2 separate regions of the Oryctolagus cuniculus genome follow, and region 1 is linked to region 2. A link is a contact called in public Micro-C data. All regions are on one chromosome and are shown on one strand. Each heading gives the region's core, a stretch centred on a gene start, on an enhancer-like site or on the middle of the called end of the contact. The rest is flanking DNA. Distances are from core to core; before and after follow the strand shown.

Region 1 (4,441 bases), core at 1,205-3,704, 100 kb after region 2:
CCAAGTTCTTCCTGATAACTTTCAGGATCTTGCTCTGCTGCAGCATCTCCCGGGAGATGTTCAGCGGGAGGTCCTCCGAGTCCACCACCCCTCTGATGAAATCTGAGGTAGCGGAGACCGCGCCCTCAGTCTAAGCACACACACACACACACCCCGCCCCCCCCCCCCCCAGCAGACGGACGAGACATGGTGGCATCACCAGCGACACTGGGCTCACTCCCGCTCCTACTCACTCAGGTACTCAGGGATCAGCTCCTCACAGTTGTCCATGATGAAGACTCTGCGAACGTACAACTTGATGTTGTTCTTCTTCTTCCGGTTTTCAAACAGGTCAAACGGGGCTCGTCTCGGGACGAAGAGCAGCGCTCTGAACTCCAGCTGCCCCTCAACCGAGAAGTGCTGCAACGACACACAGGCCCGGTGCCAACCACCACCACCGCGACGGCGCCGGGGCCGGGCTGCCACCCTCCGGGCGCGGGGCGCTCACCTTCACGGCCAGGTGGTCCTCCCAGTCGTTGGTCAGGCTCTTGTAGAACTCCCCGTACTCCTCGTTGGTGATGTCGTCGGGGTTCCTGGTCCAGATGGGCTTCGTCTTGTTGAGCTCCTCCTGGTCGATGTACTTCTCCTTGATCTTCTTCTTCTTCTTCTTGTCGCCGTCCTTCTTCTCCTCCTCCTCCTCGTCCGAGCCCACGTCCTCGATCTCCGGCTTGTCGTCGGGCTGCTTGTCCTCCTCCTCCTTGTCCTTGTCCTCCTTCTCCTCGGCCTCGTCGTCACTCACCTCCTTGTCGCGCTCCTTCTCCACGAACAGCGTGATGGGGTAGCCGATGAACTGCGAGTGCTTCTTCACGATCTCCTTGATGCGCCGCTCCTCCAGGTACTCCGTCTGGTCCTCCTTCAGGTGCAGCACCACCTTCGTGCCGCGCCCCATGGGCTCACCTGCGGGGAAGCCAGCGCGCCGGGTCGCACGGGGCGGCGGAACCCCGCGAGGCCAGCACGGCCCGGGCCAACGAGGCGGCGGAACCCCGCGAGGCCAGGCCGGCCCGGGCGAACGCGGCGGCGGAACCCCGCGAGGCCGGCCCCGCCAGCCCCGGCCCCCTCGCCAGCACGCCCAGCGCCCCTCCCCCTACCTGCGTCGGTCCGCACAGTGAACGAGCCCCCCGCCGAGGACTCCCAGGCGTACTGCTCGTCGTCGTTGTGCTTGGTGATCACCGTCACCTTCTCAGCCACCAGGTACGCCGAGTAGAAGCCGACCCCGAACTGGCCAATCATGGAGATGTCGGCGCCAGCCTGCAGCGCCTCCATGAAGGCCTTGGTGCCGGACTTGGCGATGGTGCCCAGGTTGTTGATCAGGTCGGCCTTGGTCATGCCGATGCCCGTGTCCACGATGGTCAGGGTTCGGTCTTGCTTGTTGGGAATCAGGTTGATGTGCAGCTCCTTGCCCGAGTCCAGCTTGCTGGGGTCGGTTAGGCTTTCATAGCGGATCTTGTCCAGAGCCTGGAAGACCCCAAGTCCTCAGCACCCAGCCGGCGCCCTCCCACCCCCGCCCCCCGAGGCCAGGGCCCCTTCCTCCCCGCCGCCACTTACATCCGACGAGTTTGAGATCAGCTCCCGCAGGAAGATCTCTTTGTTCGAGTAGAAAGTGTTGATGATGAGGGACATCAACTGGGCGATTTCCGCCTGGAAGGCGAACGTCTCCACCTCCTCCTCCTCCATCGGCTGGTCTTGGGTCTGGGTCTCCTCGGGCATCTGCCAAGGGCACGAGGCCCATCAGGCGCCGCACGGCCCCCGCCGCCCGCCCCGAGGCCGGCGCGGGCGCCTCACAAAGGGATGACCTCATTTCGAGCTGCGGCAGGCGCGGGAGCGTGCGCGCTGCGGGGCGGACGCCGCGGCCGGGCCCCGCTCGCCCCGCGCCGCCGCCGGCCGCCCTCCGCGGGCCGCGGCCCCGCCATGGCGGCCGGCACGGCACGGCCGGGGGCTGGGCGCCACCCCCCGCAGCCCCGCACCGGCGCCCCCGCCCCGCCCCCGCCCCGCGGCCTCTCCAGAACATTCGCGGCGCCCCCGGCCCGCCGGAGGCGGCTCCACAGGCCCCGGCCGCGGAGGCCGAACCGCGGCCGCTCGGGCACCGCGGCCGAGGGGGCCCCCGGCCGCCCCCGCTCCCCGCCGCCGCCCCCGCACACCCCCGGGCCTGAGACCCCCCGCAGCCCCCTCACCTTGGCTGAAGAACCGCACGGCCTCCGCGACGCAGCAGCACCGGGACGCTGGAGCAACTGGCGCGCCGCCCCCGCGCCGCCCTTATATAGAGGCGGGCCCGCCCAGCGCGCGGCGCCTTTTCGAGAAGCCTCCCGAACCTTCCGGAAGAACCCTCCCCAACCGCCACCGCGGCCACGCGCCTGCGCCTGCGCCCTGGCTGTGGCCCGCCCCTGCCCCGGGCTCGCGCACGACCCCGCGCAGGGAACGGCGGGCGCCCCCCGCCCGCCCGCGCCGCCGCGCGCCCTCGCGCCGGCCCCTGTGCGCCTGCGCGGGCTCGGCGCCTTCCGGGCTCCTAAGCCCGCCAAGCGCGGGCGCGAGCGCGGGCGCGTGCGCATGCGTCCTCGCGGCGCCGGGCGAGCCGGGGCGGGGGAGGGGGCGTCGAGCCCTGAGGTCCCTGCCCTTGTAGTGTGAAATGTGCAAAAAATGGCCCGTGGGTTATGACAGCTCGGGGCCGCTCCCAACGAGTCGCCCGCGCAAGGTGCAGCGGCCTGGGGTGCAGGCCTTGCCAGCTTTCGGTCGCCGGGCCGGGTCGTCCGCTGTGTCTGGGGACTGGGTTTTGGAGTCGTGCTGCGGGCCTGCGGCGGCGGTTACGGGTCGAGGGCTGCGTTCCGGCGCCTGGGCTTCCGCAGAGGTGCGGCCCGAGGCCGGGCGTGAGGAGGGCGAGGGCCGCGGAAGCCCCCCGGGCCGGCTCCCCGATGCCACGGCCTCCCCGTGCCCAGGTGCTGAACCACGCTCGCCCGGCCGCCGCCGCCGCCGGGGTTCCGGGAAACCCGTAGCCTTTCGCTTCCGGAGAAGCAGCGGCGTGCAGCGCCGGAGCCCCGGGGGCCGCCCCAGGCCAGGTCTAAGTGGGACTGGGGCGCTCGGAGCCCGGGGCGGGGGCGGCGGCGGCCGGGCCCTCCCCACGTGGGAGACCGCGTGGAGTCCCTGGCTCACGCTGCAGCCTGGCCATCTGGGGAGTGAACTTCCGGGTGGAAGACCTCTCTCACCCTACCTTTCAAATAAATGTTAAAAAAGAAAAAAAATAAGAGCCACATCCAGGCTGTAGGGTCCTCACTGTCAGCGTCGGGGTCTGCCCTGGAAGGACGCCGCGGCTCAGCGCGCCGGCCCTCGGAGCCTTTGTGTCCAGCTCTCCCTTTGTTGGCCCACTTCCTCCCTCGACGGGCCTGGCCCTCTGGAACAGCTGGACGCTCCCAACCTAAAGGCACCTGACCGCTCCGCTCCCTCGTGGTCTCTAGGAAAACCCGCTCTTCCAGGAGAAGGTTGGAGAGCGCTTGGGAGCGTGAGCGCAGCCCACAGCGTGCAGAGCGTCGCAAAGGTGGGAACAGACCCCTTCAGCCGCGGGCGGGTCCCGGCCCTCATGTGCGTTTCCTACAAGTGAATGGGGAGGAATGTGACTGGCCCAGGTTTGCCCAGCCTGCGGGGGAGGAGAGGAGTGGAGGGGGAGGCGCGGAGAGCAGGGGCAGGTCCCCAGCTGCCCTCCCTGGAGCCTGGTGGGTTAAACCGCCGCTTGGGATGCGGCATCCGGATAAGCGTGCCGGTTGGATCCAGCTGCTTTTGCTTCCCGCCCGGCTTCCTGTTGATGCGGCAGATGGCCCCTGCCACCCGTGGGAGCCCAGGACAGAGCTCTGGCTCCTGGCTTCAGACTGGCCCCCACCTGGCCACTGTGGCCATTTGGGGGGTGCTCCAGGGGCCGGAAGGTCACTCTCAACTTGTCCGTCTCTCCGCGTCTCCCCTCTGCCTTCCAAATAAATGAACTTTTTTTTTCTTTGTAAAGATTTTATTTGAGAGGCAGAGTTGGGGGGAAGACAGAAAAAGGTTTTCATCTACTGGTTCACTCCCCAAATGGCCTCAACAGCCAGAACTGGGCCGATCAGAAGCCCGGAGTTTCCTCTGGGTCTCCCACGTGGGTGCAGGGGCCCAAGCTCTTGGGCCATCCTCCTCCGCTGCTTTCCCAGGCCACAGCAGAGAGCTGGGTAGAAGAGGAGCAGTCGGGACAAGAACCGGCGCCCATATAGGATGCCAGCACTGCAGACGGCGGCTTAATCTTCCCCACTACAGTGCCAGCCCCACAAATGAATCTTAAAAGACTTGTAGGGGCTGGTGCTGTGTCATAGTAAAGCCATGCCTGCGGTGCCGGCATCCATATGGATGCTGGTTCGAGTTCCCCCACTGCTCCAGCTCCGATCCAGCT
Region 2 (4,757 bases), core at 103-2,602:
GGCTGGTCTGGACCCAGAACTGGACGCTGTGGGTCTCTGCGTGTTCTCCCAGCGCCGCATTCTCAACACCTGCAGCGAAGCCAGACGCTGACTTGAAGGAAACCCACAGTACCTCGTGGGAGGCGTTTCTGCAGAACCAGTGGGCTCCTTCAAGCCGGGAGAGGACGGGGGCACCACCCACGGTCACCTGCGGTAGCTGGCCTTCGGCAGGCATGCGCACGCCTCGGCAACTCGCCCAGGACCAACCCGCGCCACTGCGCCCGCCTTGCTGATGAGAAGGCCGAGGCCCTGAGGACCGCGCACCCGCTCCGTAAGCTCACCAGCCACTCCGAACCCAAGCGCAGGCCGGCTTGGCCCTCCGGAGCCCTCCCCTGTCCCCGGACTTCAGGATGAAGCCAGCAGCCCGTGTGTGCTGGGGGCAGACGCCCGGTCGGGACTCAGGTGCTCGGCACCCAGAACACACCCTCGCCAGGCGCGCTCCCCTGGGTCGTCTGCACCACCGATGTGCCCAAAACCAGGAGGCCGGCCTTTCTCACCGCCGTGCCACACTTCAAGACCAACCAGCAGAAGCAAGCCTCCCCTCCCAGCCGTCGGCACTGCTCGGCTCCCCTCCCCAGACACTCTGCGAGGCACTTTAACGTTCGGAGTGGGGTCCCCTGTCCTCCCCTGCAACCCCGGGACAACTCGGGCCTGCCCGGCCTCCGCGCGCCCGGCGCCCTGGGGCTCTGGCACCCTGGCGGGACCAGCCTGCAGGCTCTCCCTGCGCGCCCCGCAGGACCCCGGGACAACTCGGGCCTCCCCGGCCTCTGCGCGCCCGGCGCCCTGGGGCTCTGGCACCCTGGCGGGACCAGCCTGCAGGCTCTCCCTGCGCGCCCCGCAGGACCCCGGGACAACTGGGGCCTCTCTGGCCTCCGTGCGCCCGGCGCCCTGGGGCTCTGGCACCCTGGCGGGACCAGCCTGCAGGCTCTCCCTGCGCGCCCCGCAGGACCCCGGGATGACTCGGGCCTCCCCGGCCTCCGCGCACCCGGCGCCCTGGGGCTCTCGCACCCTGGCGGGACCAGAACCCGGCTCAGCGCCTCCTGTGCGGGGCTGGATCCTCCCCGGGAGTCCCGGCCAGTCCTCGGCCCCAGGCTCGGTCTTCCTGCGCTCCGTGGGAACAAGTCTCCACGCCTGGCGCTGCTGCCCCCACCCCTCACGCAAGGCTGAGCGCGAGCCCCGGCCACTGGGCGGGTCAGGAGCCAGAGCGGGACCAGGTCTCCTTCGGGAGCGGCGGGAACCCGGGGCTGTGCGCCTCGGCAGGAGGCCAGGCTCTCCCGGGTGTGGGCTGCGAGCCCGCGGCCGCTCGCGTCCCACCCAGGAGCGCCGGCCCCGGCCCGGCTGTCGCGCCCCGTCCGCCTGGGAAGCTCGGAGACCGGGATGGAGCTCCGGTCCCGCGGCAGAGGACCCCGGATTCTCCCCGGCCGGGGCCCCGTGAGGAATCTGCCGCGCCCCAGGCCGCAGGGAGCCGAGCACAGTCCCACAGCTCCCGCCGACACGCGGCTGCCCCAACCCCGCCCGCCCCAAGGCGAACGGGGGACGCGGAGGCGCCCGAGAGCCCTCGAGTCTCGCGAGAGCGCGATTCCCGCGGCCCAAGGAGCGCATGGCCGGGCGGCCTGATGGCGCTTTCCTTCTTCTGACCGAGAGTCCCGCCTCTTTTTGAGAACCAACCAATCACAACGCCTCTTTCCCGGACGCATGGATTGGCTGCAGCGAGCACGTGATCGAGTGGGTGTCTGGTCATGTGACGAGGCGCGGATCACATGACAGAGCCTGTCGCATCCAGCAGCAAGGGCCTCGCCTGCGGCGCGATTCGGAGCGGGTAGGGTTGAGGCGCAGTGGAGCTGGGGGCTTCCTGCCCCGAGCCGGCCTTGTACACGCGGCCGACTCTCCTAACAGTGACCTGGAGTAGGGCGCTCTTCGGAGCCGAGTCCCCTCGCCCAGAGGACAAAGGACGGGGCCCCTGCGTGGGGCCCGGCGCGAGGTCGGGAAGCGGCGCCCGCCCCCTGGGCCCCAGAGCCGGCGGCGGTGCGAGGCCCGTGGGTGAGCAGGGCCAGGCCGGGGCCGCGCGGCCGGGCAGCGGAGCGGGCCAAGCTGGCCCCTGCTCGACCCGCACGTCCGCGGCCAGGCGACTCTCGTCCCTCGAGAGACGGAGACGCGGCCCACGGCGCCTCGCCGGACCGGGGAGCGGGGAACAGGCAGGAGGGACGCGGGGAACGCGGCGGCCCGCGGACAGCCGCTCCGTCCCCGCCCAGCGCAGCAGACCGGCGCCGGGGAACTCGCGCCCTCCCCGAAATTCTCTGCCGGTGTCATTCCTAGAGAGCTGAAAAATGGAATTAAAAGATGGGTATTTGGGTGCAAAAATGTTTGAAATCCATGCGTACTTGTTCATAATAGCACTTCCCATGAACTTGTTTAAGACTTATTAATTTGAGACCAGCGCCGTGGCTCACTAGGCTAATCCTCCGCCTTGCAGCGCCGGCACACCAGGTTCTAGTCTCGGTCGGGGTGCCGGATTCTGTCCCGGTTGCCCCTCTTCCAGGCCAGCCCTCTGCTGTGAGGATGGCCCAAGTCCTTGGGCCCTGCACCCCATGGGAGACCAGGATAAGTACCTGGCTCCTGGTTTCAGATCAGTGCGGTGCGCCGGCTGCAGCGCGCCGGCCGCGGCGGCCATTGGAAGGTGAACCAACGGCAAAGGAAGACCTTTCTCTCTGTCTCTCTCTCTCTCACTGTCTACTCTGCCTGTCAAAAAAAAAAAAAAAAAAAAACTTATTTATTTGAAAGGCAGAGTTACAGAGAGAGAGAGAGAGAGAGGTATCTTCCATCTGCTGGTTCCATCCCCAAATGGCCACAACAGCCAGGCCTTGGCCGAGCGGAAGCCAGGAGCCAGGAGCTTCTTCCAGGTCTCCCACGTGGGTGCAGGGGCCCAGACTCTTGCAGCGTCTCCCACTGCTTTCCCAGGCCAGAGCAGGGAGCTGGATCGGAAGTGGAGCAGCCAGGACTCAAGCTGGCACCCGTATGGGACTCCAGCAATTGCAGGCGGAGGCTTTGCCTGCTAAACCACAGCACTGGCCCTTTCTGTGAACATCCTAGAGCCCCGTCCTGCTTTGCAGCGCTGGAAGTGCGAGGGTGAAACGCTGGGTGCTGAGCCGGCGAAGAAAGCAAGGTGACAGCTCACCAGGCCGTAGGAGACTGCCGCTTGGTTTGTAAGTTGTACAGTGAGAAGGAGGCAAGGACCCCTAGGTCGGGTCGGTTTCCCTGTAAGCCGTGGTTAAATGCACATAGCCGCACGCGTGCCACCTGAACCACCTCCAAGTGTACGTTCGGCGGGGTTAAGTACATTCGTGCCATCGTAAAAATGAGCGTGGGGCAGGCATTTGGCCTAGCGGGGAAGACCCCCGCTGGGACTCCCACATCCCCTGGTGGCGCCTGTGTCCCGGCCCAGCCCTGCTTCCGGTTCCAGCTTCTTCCTGATGCAGACGCTGCAGGCAGCAGCTGGGGGTTTAGGTAGCTCAATCCCTACCACCCGTGTGGGAGTCCCAGACTGAGTTCCTGGCTCCTGGCTTGGATGCAGGCTGACGTGAACCAATGGGTGGGAGCTCTCTCTGCCTCTCTCTGATTCTCTAATTTTTTGAAAAAAGATTTATTTGTTTGAGAGGTAGAGTTACAGACAGTGAGAGGGAGAGACGGAGAGAAAGGTCTTCCATCCGCTGGGTCACTCCCCAGATGGCTGCTACGGCCGGAGCTGCGTCAATCTGAAGCCAGAAGCCAGGAGCTTCTACCGGGTTTCCCACGCGGGTACAGGGGCCCAGGTGCTTGGGCCGTGTACTGCTTGGAGCAGCTGGAACTAGAACCGGCGCCCATGTGGGATGCTGGCTCTGCAGGTGGAGGATTAACCTGTGACACAGTGCTGGCCCCCTCTAATTAAATTTCAAGTGAATAAAAATATGGGAAGCCTCATGAATCGTGTATTAGGTTAGCTTAGAGGACTAATTAATTTTGTCTATGGCTCCAACTTTAGTAAATGGGTTGCCAGATGAACATGCCTCGTAAGTTGTTTTAAGATTTATTTCCTGGGGGCCAGCATTGCGGCATAATGCATCCTGTATGCAACGCTGGCATCCTGTATGGGGCCTGTTCGTGTGCTGGATGTTCCACTTCTGATCCAGCTTCCTGTGAATAGTTTGGGAAGAGCAGCAGAAGATGGCCCAAATGTTTGGGCCCCTGCTACCCACATGGGAGGCCCTGAGAGGCTTCTGGCATTGGCCTGGCCCAGCACTGGCCATTGTGCTATCTGGGGACTGAACCAGAAGATGGAAGGCCTATCTGTCTATCTGTCCCTCTAATTCTTTCTCAAATAAAAAAAATAAATCTTTAAAGATTTATTCACTTACCTGAAAGTTACAGAGAGAGATCTTCCAACTGTTGGTTCACTCCCCAAATGGCACAACTCCATCCAGGGCTCCCATAGAGGTGGAAGGGCCTAAGCACTTGGGCCATCCCCTGCTGTTCTCCCAGGAGGTCTGGTACAGAGCTGGCTTGGAAGTGGAACAGCCAGGATCTGAACTGCTGCCCACAGGGGATGCCGGCATCACAGGCAGCGGCTTTACCCACTGCACCACATGCGTCCTAAGTTCTGTCCAAAGAAACAAAGCAGTTTGGTTTCTAATGATTTAAGGTGGAGCGTGCTAAATACTTTACTATGTTTTATTTCTCTATAG

What was found. Hi-C and Micro-C count contacts between places; a contact is called where the count stands out from the background.
Region 1: a Micro-C map of ear pinna shows a contact between it and region 2, with 3 times the contacts expected there. The contact joins the promoter of HSP90AA1 here to the enhancer-like site in region 2. A contact is called at or near these places in 3 of 6 Hi-C or Micro-C datasets (ear pinna, psoas muscle and an unstated tissue).

What each region holds. Positions count from the first base shown.
Region 1 is chr20:45,356,823-45,361,263 of mOryCun1.1, forward strand. HSP90AA1 (heat shock protein 90 alpha family class A member 1) reads right to left here and starts at 2,455. Exons shown (of 10, transcript XM_051834811.2): 1 at 2,211-2,455; 2 at 1,585-1,746; 3 at 1,128-1,494; 4 at 488-936; 5 at 234-399; 6 at 1-102. The coding sequence starts at 1,746.
Region 2 is chr20:45,253,824-45,258,580 of mOryCun1.1, forward strand. No RefSeq gene overlaps it. Among named protein-coding and RNA genes, the nearest start is that of DYNC1H1, 14 kb to the right of the region's middle. Within about 2 kb of position 1,353, at least 8 of the 8 cell types and tissues checked have an H3K27ac peak or open chromatin away from gene starts, as enhancers often do. A contact at or near this core is called in ear pinna, where this site is marked.